Regions from separate parts of the Mus musculus genome. Here all the other regions are linked to region 3. The links are chromatin contacts, called in public HiChIP or PLAC-seq and promoter capture Hi-C maps. All regions are on one chromosome and are shown on one strand. The core of a region is the stretch at or near the end of the contact, and the rest is flanking DNA. Distances in the headings are between cores, read along the strand shown.

Region 1 (2,770 bases), core at 76-2,575, 590 kb after region 3:
TTTATTTCCAAGACAAGCAAATGTTCGGTAATTTGAGAGAGATTCATCTGGTGAGCAATGAGGACCCCACTGTTGCGTCCTTTAAATCCGCCTCAGAAAGCATCCTAGGGAGGGACCTGAGCTCTTGGGGGGGTCCAGAAACTGACCCTGCTTCCACCATGACTCTTCGCATCGGCCGGGGCCTGACTCTCCAGATTGTCCAAGGCTGTATTGAAATGCAAACAGTAAGTTTTTGTTTTTATTCCCTGGCAGAGGGGAGTCCTGGAATTAATGGTTAATCACTAAGATGCTTAAAGTGGAAGGCTGTAAGATGTATCTTTTGGGGATTAGAGTGTGTGACTGTCAGGGCCAGGCCATCTGGATTAGAGACTAGCTTCATTATCCTAACTCAAAGGCTTTCTTTCTTTCCGTCTTCAGTCCTTCCTTTAAAACACGTAGCAGCACTTAAACATCTGAAAGCAGAGTCATTATCCAAGAGATGGCTACAGTTGTGTGTGGCACACGGTCATGTGGGAGTTATAATGATTAGGTTCTGATTCTTAGGAACCAGAAGCGATTAGAATACTCTTTAATCCCAAAGAACTTAAGCTTTCTCTTATTTCTTTATTTTTGTTTGTTTGTTTGTTTATTTTTGTTGTTGTTTTTTGTTTTTGTTTTTTTGTTTTTGTTTTTGTTTTTTTTTTGAGACAGGGTTTCTCTGTATAGCTCTGGCTGTCCTGGAACTCACTCTGTAGACCAGGCTGGCCTCGAACTCAGAAATCCGCCTGCCTCTTGTTTGTTTATTTTTGAAACAATGTTTGCTTTCTACCACGTCATCCAAGACTCATGATCCTCCTGCCTCAGCCTCAAACACTAGATTTTTATTTTTTTTGAGGCAAGGTCTCTATAGAGCTTTGGCTATCCTGGAACTTGGTATGTAGATCAGACTGGTCTTGAACTCACAGAGATCCACCTGCCTCTGCCTCCAAGGTGGGATTAAAGGCTACTATGCCTCGGCTAAGCACTGAAATTAATTAATTAATTAAGTAAGTAAGTAAGTGTGTATGTAGGTGTGTGTATGTATGTGTGTATGAGTGTGTATGTGTATCAATATGTGTGCTGATAGGTGTATATTTGTGGGTCTATGCATGCTTGGAGGTGGGGGTAGGGTTCGCACACATGTGCACACATGTGGAGAGGTTAACTTTGGTTGTCTTCCTAAAGTACTGTCTACCCTTCTATTTTTGAGACAGAGTTTCTCATTGGTCTGGAAGTTGTCAGGCGGGCTGTGCCTTACTGGCTAGCTAGCCCCAGGGAACTTGTCTTGGCTGGGATCGTGAGTGCTTGTCACCACATCTGGGTTTTTTCACACGGTCTCTGGCAAGTACTTTACTGACTGAGTTACTTATCTCTCTAGTTCTAGCCTATTTTTAATCTTTAAAAAAAAACTTTTATTTGGCAATCTCACTGGGGAAACAAGTCACTCGGCATTGCTGAAGCAAACTATCAATAACAGTAAACAAAAAATAGTACTTAGGAATACAGCAGGGCATGGTGGCCTGTCCCTGTAATCACAGTAATTTGAGGTGGAAGCCCAAGGATCAGGGACACAGAGGTAGCAAAAAGTAACGGTGACAGGGCAGAGAAGAAAGCCCTACTGATGGTGCCCCTCTAGAAGCACCCCTGGGCTGGCTGGCTTGGTGGCAGAATGCTTGCTTAGCATGGGTTTGATTGCCTGCCCTGGGAGAAGCAGGCTGATCTTAGGTTGGGGGAGTTGTGAACTAGCAGGAGGAAGGCTATCAGGGAGGCTTGAGTGACTTGGTCAGAGAGACAGACAGGAAATGATCAGCCTGGCTGGACACACTGAAGTTTAAAGTTATTATTATCTTTTTAAAGATTTACTTATTTATGTATATGAATACACTGTAGCTGTCTTCAAACATACCCGAAGAGGGCATGAGATCCCATTACAGATGGTTGGGAGCCACCATGTGGTTACTGGGAATTGAACTCAGGACCTCTAGAAGGGCAGTCAGTGCTCTTAGCCCCTGAGCCATCTCTCCAGTCCCCACAATCAAATTATAATTAACTGTCAGGGAGAGTAGCGCTTACAGCCTATGAGATATCAGAGCGAAGGCTGAGGAGACTCCATGAAGTGAACGATCTGAGGAGTCGTTAGTGTGGCATTTAACATTTAAGCAGAAATGTTATTTTTTAAAAAGATTTATTTATGGGCTGGTGAGATGGCTCAGCGGGTAAGAATACCCGACTGCTCTTCTGAAGGTCCCGAGTTCAAATCCCAGCAACCACATGGTGGCTCACAACCATCTGTAAGGAGATCTGACTCCCTCTTCTGGAGTGTCTGACGACAACTACAGTGTACTTACATATAATAATAAATAAATAAATCTTAAAAAAATAAAAAAGACTATTAATAATAATATATTATTATATTAAGATTTATTTATTATTATATGTAAGTACACTGTAGCTGACTTCAGACGCACCAGAAGAGGGAGTCAGATCTCCTTACAGATGGTTGTGAGCCACCATGTGGTTGCTGGGATTTGAACTCGGGACCTTCAGAAGAGCAGTCGGGTGCTCTTACCCACTGAGCCATCTCGCCAGCACCAAGCAGAAACATTATTAAATAGCATCCTTTTACCAGATTTTTTATCATCTTCATTTATTGTTAGCAGCATCAGGAACCTTACATCTTCTGAAGGGTGCCAGTGCCCCCCAATGGCAAATTCAGATTGCTTTTTCAGGGCAAAACCATTAATGTCCATGA
Region 2 (2,930 bases), core at 395-2,894, 580 kb before region 3:
TTAGAATGAGCCTTTCTACACGTACTCTTAAATGCTCAGTAGCTCCGTTTCATGTTTTCTTGTGACTTCAAGACCTTTGAAAGAAGGAATATGAAGAGTCCATGGAACAGGGAAGTACTAATGATTGTAGCCAGGAGAGGCTTATTCTAGGCCTGAGAGTGGGAGTGATGGAATGTCCAGGGGCCTGGCCCTGACTGGGTCTATCTAAGGTGTGGTGGCTCTGAGAATAGAGGAGAGGCATGGTGAGCTTAGAGGCCTCTCTAGCTGGCAGATCATGGAAAGTGACTAGAGAGGATGTGGTACCAGCTCCACACGTGTGGAAAGAGGAGCTAAGGTCAAGGAATTCTCCGCCAGCAGCAGAAGAGCTGAGCTTCCGCTTTGTCTTCCGTCTGACTTAGCACAGAAGAGAAGCAGAAATGCCCATCCTGACTGTGTCCACTTGGTCTTGTGGCCAAATAGGACAAAGTTGGTGCTTCCTGCCAGATGGATGGAGTATCCAGCCAGGAGACCGAGGTAGGCCCAGCCATTGCATTCCTCTAAGAGCCCAGTTACTCACAGTTCTTTAGAATGTGCCTCAAAGTAGGAAGGAAGCCATCAACTCTGTGTGAAGGAGCCCTCTGGGGCTCCTTTGTGCTTCATTAAGGGACCTCACAAGGATCTTTCATTCTGTAGCCTCCTGGCTTCCCATATGCCATGATGAGAGCCCATTTCCCTTTAGGTTTGCCCTTCATAAAGTAGCATAGCTCAGGAAAGGTAGAAACAAGCTACAGAGGGCAAAATCCACGAACCTGCACTTTGAGAGAAATGGGTCTTCTAAAGGCATTAGTTTCCCGCGTAAAAATGTAAAATTTGCCTCCAGAAGGAGCAAAGGTCTCTGAAGAAAGGAGACGAGAGACCTTTAGTGTCCTGGACTTGATGGAGTGGGTGGACTCTGTCGGCTGCCTTGATGTGAATTCTAGAGAAACAAAGAACAGAGGCCCAGTCTGTCAGAGGGACACTTGCCTCTGAGGCCATTCTTCTTCCACACTGTATTATTTTCTTTTAGCTCTGTCAGCCCTTTATCCGTGGCAGTGTCTCTCAAGCCAGGCCTCAGCTTACCCAGGCAACTTCTCCAGAAGACCCTGTCATCCATCTATACCTTCACTGCCTGGAGGTGGCACCCAAAGCCCTTCTCCCTCACCCTCGTCAGAACCAAAGCCCTTCTCCCTCACCTGTGCCAGACCCCTTTCCAGTCCTTCATCCTGACCAGAATACTGCCCATCAGTCTTCCATGGTGAAGAAGGCTCTTCTTGGAACTGTTGTTTCTGAACTCCAAGTTTGTAGCACCCCTTACTATCACCTGTGAGACTTCCTTGAGCACAAGGTAATGTTCCTGGCTGCTCTTATACTCTTTGACATGTCTGTCTCTGATTGGTTTGTCTTTCCTTTCTCCTTTTTTTTCCTTTTCTTCTCCCCACCCCTGTGGCTTCTGAGCTGCAGTTCAGAACATTCCCTGGTACGTGCAGGGCCGGAAGCAGTTCTCCAGGCCCTTCCCTGGCCCTCCTACCAGTTACCACAGCCGACCACAGAGAAGGCACTGGTGAGTCAGCAGGGCTTAAGTACTGCTGCTGTTGACCATTCTGCCTCAGGATCCTGGAGAGCTGTAGAGGGGAACTCGTGTCTCTGCCTGGGTTTCCAAGAGAGCCTTTATGTGAAAGCATGTCTGGCCAGTTACCTGGGAAGGTGAGAGTACAATGATTTTTTTAGAATTACTTGTTGGCCTTGGCTTAGCCAGTAAAAATTTAGAGTCAATGAGAAGTGTCATTGGGAGCAGCCAGGACAAAATCTGAAAGGGTGGAGGGGTGGGGAGGGGGCTTCCAGCTTCTGCTAGAGATTATTCATGCATGAGTCCTGAAACTTCCCCTCCCGACTTTCCAGGGCACCCCTCTGATGAACTCTGCCCAATTTTGAATTCTCTTTTGTCTTTGTAGGGAGGCAGACCTCCTTGGTTTGGAGGATATAGTGGGACCCTGTTACTGAGCCTATAACCACAGCTGGTTGTATGTCAGTGAGCTGTTTCAGGTTGCCTGAGAGAACACACACACACACACACACACACACACACACACACACACACAGATCGCAGATGTGCTCGCCTTCTGTTTATGGAGAAGGCTCTTGTAGTAACAGACACAGAGAAAGCCTGTTGAACACAGATGGTACCTTTTGTGGCCAGTTGTACAGTAGCAAATATTCTCAGGTTTCAAAACCATGGGTCATCCTTTGGTATTTTGTGTATATAACCTGTGTCATGTACATATATAACTTTCTATTGTTTCCACGGTGAGGGAGGTGAGTTCCCTTTGCCACCTTAGGTTCTACCTTATTTTTGAGACAAGATCTCTTTCTGAGGGGCTGGCAAGATGGCTCAGTGGTTAAGAGCGCCGACTGCTCTTCCGAAGGTCCTGAGTTCAAATCCCAGCAACCACATGGTGGCTCACGACCAGCTGTAACGAAATCTGATGCCCTTTTCTGGAGTATCTGAGGACAGCTACAGTGTACTTACATATAATAAATAAATAAATCTAAAAAAAAAAAAAAAAAAAAAGATCTCTTTCTGACCCTGGAGCTCCACATTCTCTCTAGACTACTAGACTAGCTGGCCATCAAGTCCCAGAGATCCTCCTATCTCTGCTTTCCCAGAGCTGGGCTTATGGTGCACACCCCTGGGCCTAGGTTTGACATGGGTACTGGGGATTGACCTGAGGCTCTGGGGTTTATGTAGCAAGCACTTTACTGACTATAGATTGTAAATCATGTCCTCTAGATAGCAATCAAACGGTCCCTGAGAAGTTTGGAAAGTCATGTCTTCACCTAGGGCCAGGATGTCCCAAATCCCATTCCTTTGACCAGTAACCAGAGTCCTACAGGCTCAGTTCCCGGTATTACAA
Region 3 (2,700 bases), core at 103-2,602:
CAGAGGTACAATATGACAGAATATTATAGGAGTTACCTATCTTTTTTTTTTAATTGAATTTAAGATCCACTTCATACACCTCATTTGAACCTTCCGGGAACCGGTAAGGTTGGGTATTTGTTTCACTTTGCTTTGGAAGAAACACAGGTTCCAAAAGCTTAAGTCATTTGTTCAACCCCTAGTAAGTAATAAGTTGTTACTAACTCTAATAACTCTATAAGACACTGCCTCTAAACATACCCAGGCTTCGTTACTACATGGAGAGGAAGGTGGCAAGTATCTCTTTGCTAGTGTCTTTTCATACACCAAACTAAAATATACTTAAACTTTACCCAGTCTCTAAAAATCAAGTACTAAACTGATGTGATCTTCTTAAGTGGAAACGGCCGATCCTTTAGTAACTTTTGGTTACGGGTGTCAGGTTCAGCTCTCAAGTCTTCCTTTACACACTAGAAGTTCTAAGTATTGTTTAAGAAACCGACTTCTCACGGTACTGGCAAACGAGTGGGTACCAGTAACATGGAATGTGATTCCGTTTTTTAAAAAAATGGTGGTTGTACTAATCCGCTGGGATTCTATCACGTGTAGCCTGGCGGGACACCCAGGCTCTGCCCAGGGTTAAGCACAGGAGGGGCGGGTTCTGAAGAGTTCCACCTGCCCCCAGGTGATGGTGATCCCGGAAGCTAAGCAGCAGGAGACTCCCCACTTGTGGAGCCAATTTCTCAGGTCTCTTTTCTGCCACAGAGAGTCGCAAAGCACCTTTAAAACAGGGCCTCACGGGATTTCCCAGAGCCAACGAGTAAGATGTCCAACTGCAACGCCCATTCAGACTTCACAAATCACAGGGTACAAGCTACCCCGCCCAAAAGAAAGTAGGAATGCCACCTCAAGCTCTCTCGGGCCACCTACCAGCCCGAGTGAGTCGGTGTGCTGCTGACATCGGGAGCCAGGGAGTCAACACTACGGCTCGCTGGCAGCCCGGGACGGCCGTCCCTCCCCGTCAGCAGCCCCTACTCCAGCCGCCCATCCTAGGACAGGCCTGCTAAACAGCAACCGCCGCCCGCGAGGCTCGCAGCCCTAGGTCGCAGGGACTCGGACCCTGCACGCCCGTCCTCCTAAGCTCTGAGGCCACCGCCACCAAGCTCCGGCTCGGACAACTACCGGTCAAGCCGAGGTGGAACTCCGAGAGAGCGGCGCGAGCAGCCGGCCAGAGCTCCGGGAGACCCAGAGGAAGCTGAAAAGAGGGGCCGGGCCATACCTGTCGCTCCGGGACCCGCGGCTCGGAGTGACGTGCCACGCAGTGCATTGTGGGGCCGGGAGTGGCCTTCCAGCGGGGATGCCCGCGTCCAACGTGGCTGGCGCCGGCGGAGCTCGCACGGGCCTATCGGACGCCGTGGGAAGCATCCAAAGACCCGCCCCTTTCCGAGGCCCGCCCTATCCCCGCCTCCTCCGGCGGAGATTGGCAGGTTTTCCTGCACCTGCGCCAGGAGATTGCCTTCTCTTCTAAGAAGAGAATTATGCTGTCCTTCGGAAATAAGGCTAATCTCCTTCACCTGCTGCTTTGTGTCGGGAAGCAGTTTGTCTCTCGTGCGCCACTCGGGACAGAGGAAAAGCTCTCTCTGGTGAACAGGGAAAGGATCTTCTTCCATCAGGCACTACACAAAGAAACTTAGCAAAACAGAGAGAAAAGCCTCAGTAGCTCCTCCCAGCCTTCACGAGGTTAAGTATTATTAAACAAGGATATGCTGAATGTCAATTAAATGGTCGGCAGCATCTTAAGCATGTTTTACAGGAATGTCCACAGCACTCCTTTTAAGGTGTAATAGGAATAAAAGGCATTAAGGTAAATTGTTACAGAAATGTACATTTGACTGGTACTGTGAAGAAAAACTAATAGGTACATTGATGAATGAGTTGTGGACTGTCGGGGAAGAGCTCCATGATTACGTACCTTTTAAGGTCAAGGTATATTAAGGGACCCTTAAAAATGTTCTAGACCCTGGAAACATGATTTGTGAGCATTTAACTGTACTAGGAAGTCGTGATGGTTGGTTTCTGTCAACTCGACAGAAACCTTCACATAGCTAGAAGAAGGAATCTTGATAAACCCTCTGTAAAATTAGCCTAGTGGGCAAGTGTGTAGGATATTGCCTTGATTGACGATGATACAGGAGAGCCCCGCCCAATGTGGGCGGTCTTCACCCCAGTGCAGGTAGTTCTATGTTGTACCAGAAAGTAGGCTGAGCAAGCAATGGGGAGCAAGCTAGTAAGCAGCACTCCTCCATGACTTCTGCCTCACTTCCTGTCCAGATCCCTGCCTTGAGCTCCTGCCCTCACTTCTTTTCGTAGATGAAATAAATCCTTTCCACACCCAGTTGCCTTTGGTCACTATGGTTAATTTCATCAATAAAAAGCCTAAAGCAGAAAGTATGTAGGGGCAAGAAGTTTAGGCTGAGATGAGGCAAGGTCTAACTCTCTTTGGCTACTTTATACAGTTCAGACTTCAGCAACACACCCTAAGATCAATTCACAGAGCTAATAAAGATTCTTAAGTAGGATCTGATTTACATATTTTAAAGCTCATTTTGCTGTTTATGGAGATGGATGGATAGGGAGCAAGAAGGGTTACTGATGGGCCAGTTTGGAGGCAGTTGTATTGGTCAAGGCCACAAATGATGGTGGCTTAAACAAAGATAATGG
Region 4 (2,725 bases), core at 4-2,503, 620 kb after region 3:
ATGAAGAGTAAAAAAATAAAATAATGACTGCCCTGAGAACATGGGCCCCCGCCCCCGGCCAGATGGCCTAATTCCCTGGAACTCTTGGGAAAAACAACCACAAAATGTTTCAATGTCCCAGGTGCCTTGAAGTAAATATCCGCCCCTAGACTTCCCCTGTTTCCTCTCCCATCCTCCCCCTAGGTTCTGGTTTTTACCTTTATAAACCTGCTGGAAAATAGGGTTGGGGTCAGACTCCTCTACCCCTGCGTGGTGTATGGGTCTCGACCTCAGCATGCTGGTTTGTGTGCCATTAAAAACCTCGTGTGTTTGCAGCAAGCGTGACTGTGGCTTTCTGGGCTCGCGATCCCTGAGACTTGAGTGAGGGTCTCCCTTCGGGGGTTCTACAGATTCATGTCCGGTGCTCCTCAGTATTCCTTTTAAACTGACTTGTTAAACCGTGTCCTGTGGTTGTGATTTTCCTGTGACCTCTACTTGCTGTCTTAAAGTGTTCCTTTGAAGCCACCGCTCTACTCCCCAGAAAGAAAAAAAAATTCTATCATGTAACGGTTAAGTCATTTCCCTAAATATTTTGTTTTAGCGTGCCTTCTCATAGCAACGCAAATATTTTCGCTGGAAATTGCCGTTTTTGAGATAGGGGTCTTTCTACGTAGTAATGCTGGTCTAGAATTCGCCATTCTCCTGCCTCAGACTTCCTAGAGCTGAAAATACAGGCGTGCGTTACCGTCATGCTAGGCTCAAAAAGCGATTTAATGTTATATGATACTAATAAATTACCGGGTAAGATGGGTGAGAACTGAAGAGAATACCCAGAAAGTTCCTGCAAACGGGTTGCATGTGAATTCTTTGAACGTGAGACACTGACGTATTTTGTAATACTCCCTCAGCCTCCAACCATGCCATCATTCATCCAATAAGCATGCTCGGCTGTGAGGTACCTACCATGTGAGAGGGAAGCTATATTGATGTGAGGGGGAATCCGTCCATTCTGGAAGAGCTTAGTAAGGACAAGTTTGTTTCCATAACTTCTATATGTCTGCGCTTTTACTGACTGCCAACCTGGTCCGCAGAGACCCACGCCCTGGCCGCCGCCTTTTCCCTGGCCGCCGCTAGCCTAGGGCGTCCACGCTCGGAGACTCCGCTTCCCGGCAGCCCCTGCGGCAGGCGGCGGAGAAGCGCACGCAGGCGCGCCGGCCGGCCCCCGCACGCAGGCGCAGTGCGCACGCCGGCTGAGCTGGGTCTCGCGGCTCTGTGAGCGGCAGCGGAGAGCGAGGCCTGGTGAGCGCCGCCGTGGTGCGCGCCGGCTGGTCAAGGTTGTGCGCAGAAGAGGCGCAGCGGGCGGGCCAAGAGCGAGCGTCTCCCTCTTCGTAGTGGCACCGGGACCGGTCGCCTGGAGCCGGTGAGTGGGGGCACCTCGCGGCCCCTCCCCCTCGGCGGGCGGCTCTGGGTCCCCCTCCGCGGACCCGAGGGAGGCCCCGGGGCGAAGGCGGACGCGGGCGGAAGCCGGAGCTGGCTCGGGCGCGCCGGGGACCGGACCCTCGCGTCGCTCCGGTGCGTCACGGGCCCGGCGGTCCTAACGGCCGCGCGGCGGCGGAGCGGGGTGGGGGTGGGGAACGCTGGTGCTCGCCGTGAGGAACGCCGGTCGGGGCGGGGCGGCGCGGCGCGGCGCGGCGGTGGAAGCGGCGTCGGGGACTGCGGGGCGCCGGGCGGCGGCGCGGAGTCTGCGCGCCGCGCTAGCTTGAGGGCGGGGGCGGGCGGCGCGGAGTGCGGTGGCTGAGGCCGAGGCGTGCGGGGCCGATCGGGGAGTTGGCAGGTTACCACCGGGGCCGGTGTTTGGAGGGAGGTGGGGGTGGAGACGGGAGGCTTGCAGTTTACAGATGTCATAACTACGCGGGCCTGGAGCTGCTGACGGGGGTGTGGTAATTATAGCAATGACAAGTTGGTCGGCTGTGTGAGCCGGCGATGCGAGGGAAACCGCCAAGCCTTAGCTGAGGCTCGCATTGGGAGCAGAAAACTGGAGGGTGACTGGGATCAGGGACATCGGCAAGAAAGAATGTGTGGGTTGAATGCAGCTGCTTCCAAACCACTTTTCAATGAAAAGTTTCACATGAATTGATTTTAAGGCTTAAACTTCGGCTTGGTAAATTACTATAGGAATCAGCCACCGAGAAATGCTTTTGAGATATTAAACACTATTGTCTGGCCTTTTCCCTCTTAAAAGAGTTCCGTCAAACACCTCCTTCCTCCTCCTCCTCCTCCTCCTCTTTTTTTTGTGTTTTTGTTTTTGTTTTTTTTCGAGACAGGGTTTCTCTGTGTAGCCCTGGCTGTCCTGGAACTCACTCTGTAGACCAGGCTGTCCTGGAACTCACTCTGTAGACCAGGCTGTCTTGGAACTCAGAAATTCACCTGCCTCTGCCTCCCAAGTGCTGGGATTAAAGGCGTGCGCCACCACTGCCCAGCCTGTTTTTTTTTGAGGTTGGGTTTTGTTTGGTAGGCTGGCTTTGAGCTTCTTATCCTGCCCTGGCCTTCGGGGTGGCAGGATTTCAGAGTCACACAGAAACTACACAGTCAGTTCAAAATTTCCATCAGTCTAGATATCAAAGTAGGTACTAACTAGTCCCAACCTTCTTGCCTGTAGGTTGCCTTTTCTTTGTTTTTGAGACAAGTCTCACTATTTAGTCATGGCTGGCCTAGCATTACATTGGTTGTCTTGAACTCAAAACAC

Evidence for each region. Promoter capture Hi-C pulls out the DNA fragments that hold promoters and counts their contacts. HiChIP or PLAC-seq counts read pairs in DNA pulled down with a chosen protein or histone mark.
Region 1: a promoter capture Hi-C map of liver shows a contact between it and region 3, with 2.4 times the contacts expected there. The contact joins the enhancer-like site here to the promoter of Sec22a in region 3. A contact is called at or near these places in 2 of 39 promoter capture datasets (hippocampal neurons and liver).
Region 2: a contact with region 3 is called in an HNF4G HiChIP or PLAC-seq map of pancreatic cancer cells. The contact joins the promoter of Mylk here to the promoter of Sec22a in region 3. A contact is called at or near these places in 2 of 115 datasets of contacts at active chromatin or transcription factors (bone marrow-derived macrophages and pancreatic cancer cells).
Region 4: a contact with region 3 is called in an H3K27ac HiChIP or PLAC-seq map of large pre-B cells, with 2.4 times the contacts expected there. The contact joins the promoter of Kpna1 here to the promoter of Sec22a in region 3. A contact is called at or near these places in 2 of 39 promoter capture datasets (hippocampal neurons and pre-B cells) and 1 of 115 datasets of contacts at active chromatin or transcription factors (large pre-B cells).

Annotation. Positions count from the first base shown.
Region 1 is chr16:35,948,131-35,950,900 of GRCm38.p6, forward strand. It overlaps Parp9 (poly (ADP-ribose) polymerase family, member 9), which reads left to right. Exons shown (of 11, transcript NM_030253.3): 4 at 1-224. Among named protein-coding and RNA genes, the nearest start is that of Dtx3l, 10 kb to the left of the region's middle. Within about 2 kb of position 1,326, at least 13 of the 459 cell types and tissues checked have an H3K27ac peak or open chromatin away from gene starts, as enhancers often do. A contact at or near this core is called in liver, where this site is marked.
Region 2 is chr16:34,783,306-34,786,235 of GRCm38.p6, forward strand. It overlaps Mylk (myosin, light polypeptide kinase), which reads left to right and starts at 1,645. Exons shown (of 32, transcript NM_139300.3): 1 at 1,645-1,722. The coding sequence starts at 1,699.
Region 3 is chr16:35,362,566-35,365,265 of GRCm38.p6, forward strand. Sec22a (SEC22 homolog A, vesicle trafficking protein) reads right to left here and starts at 1,353. Exons shown (of 7, transcript NM_133704.4): 1 at 1,259-1,353.
Region 4 is chr16:35,982,110-35,984,834 of GRCm38.p6, forward strand. Kpna1 (karyopherin (importin) alpha 1) reads left to right here and starts at 1,254. Exons shown (of 14, transcript NM_008465.5): 1 at 1,254-1,399. Gm15564 (a long non-coding RNA gene) reads right to left here and starts at 1,220. Exons shown (of 2, transcript XR_001781900.2): 1 at 943-1,220.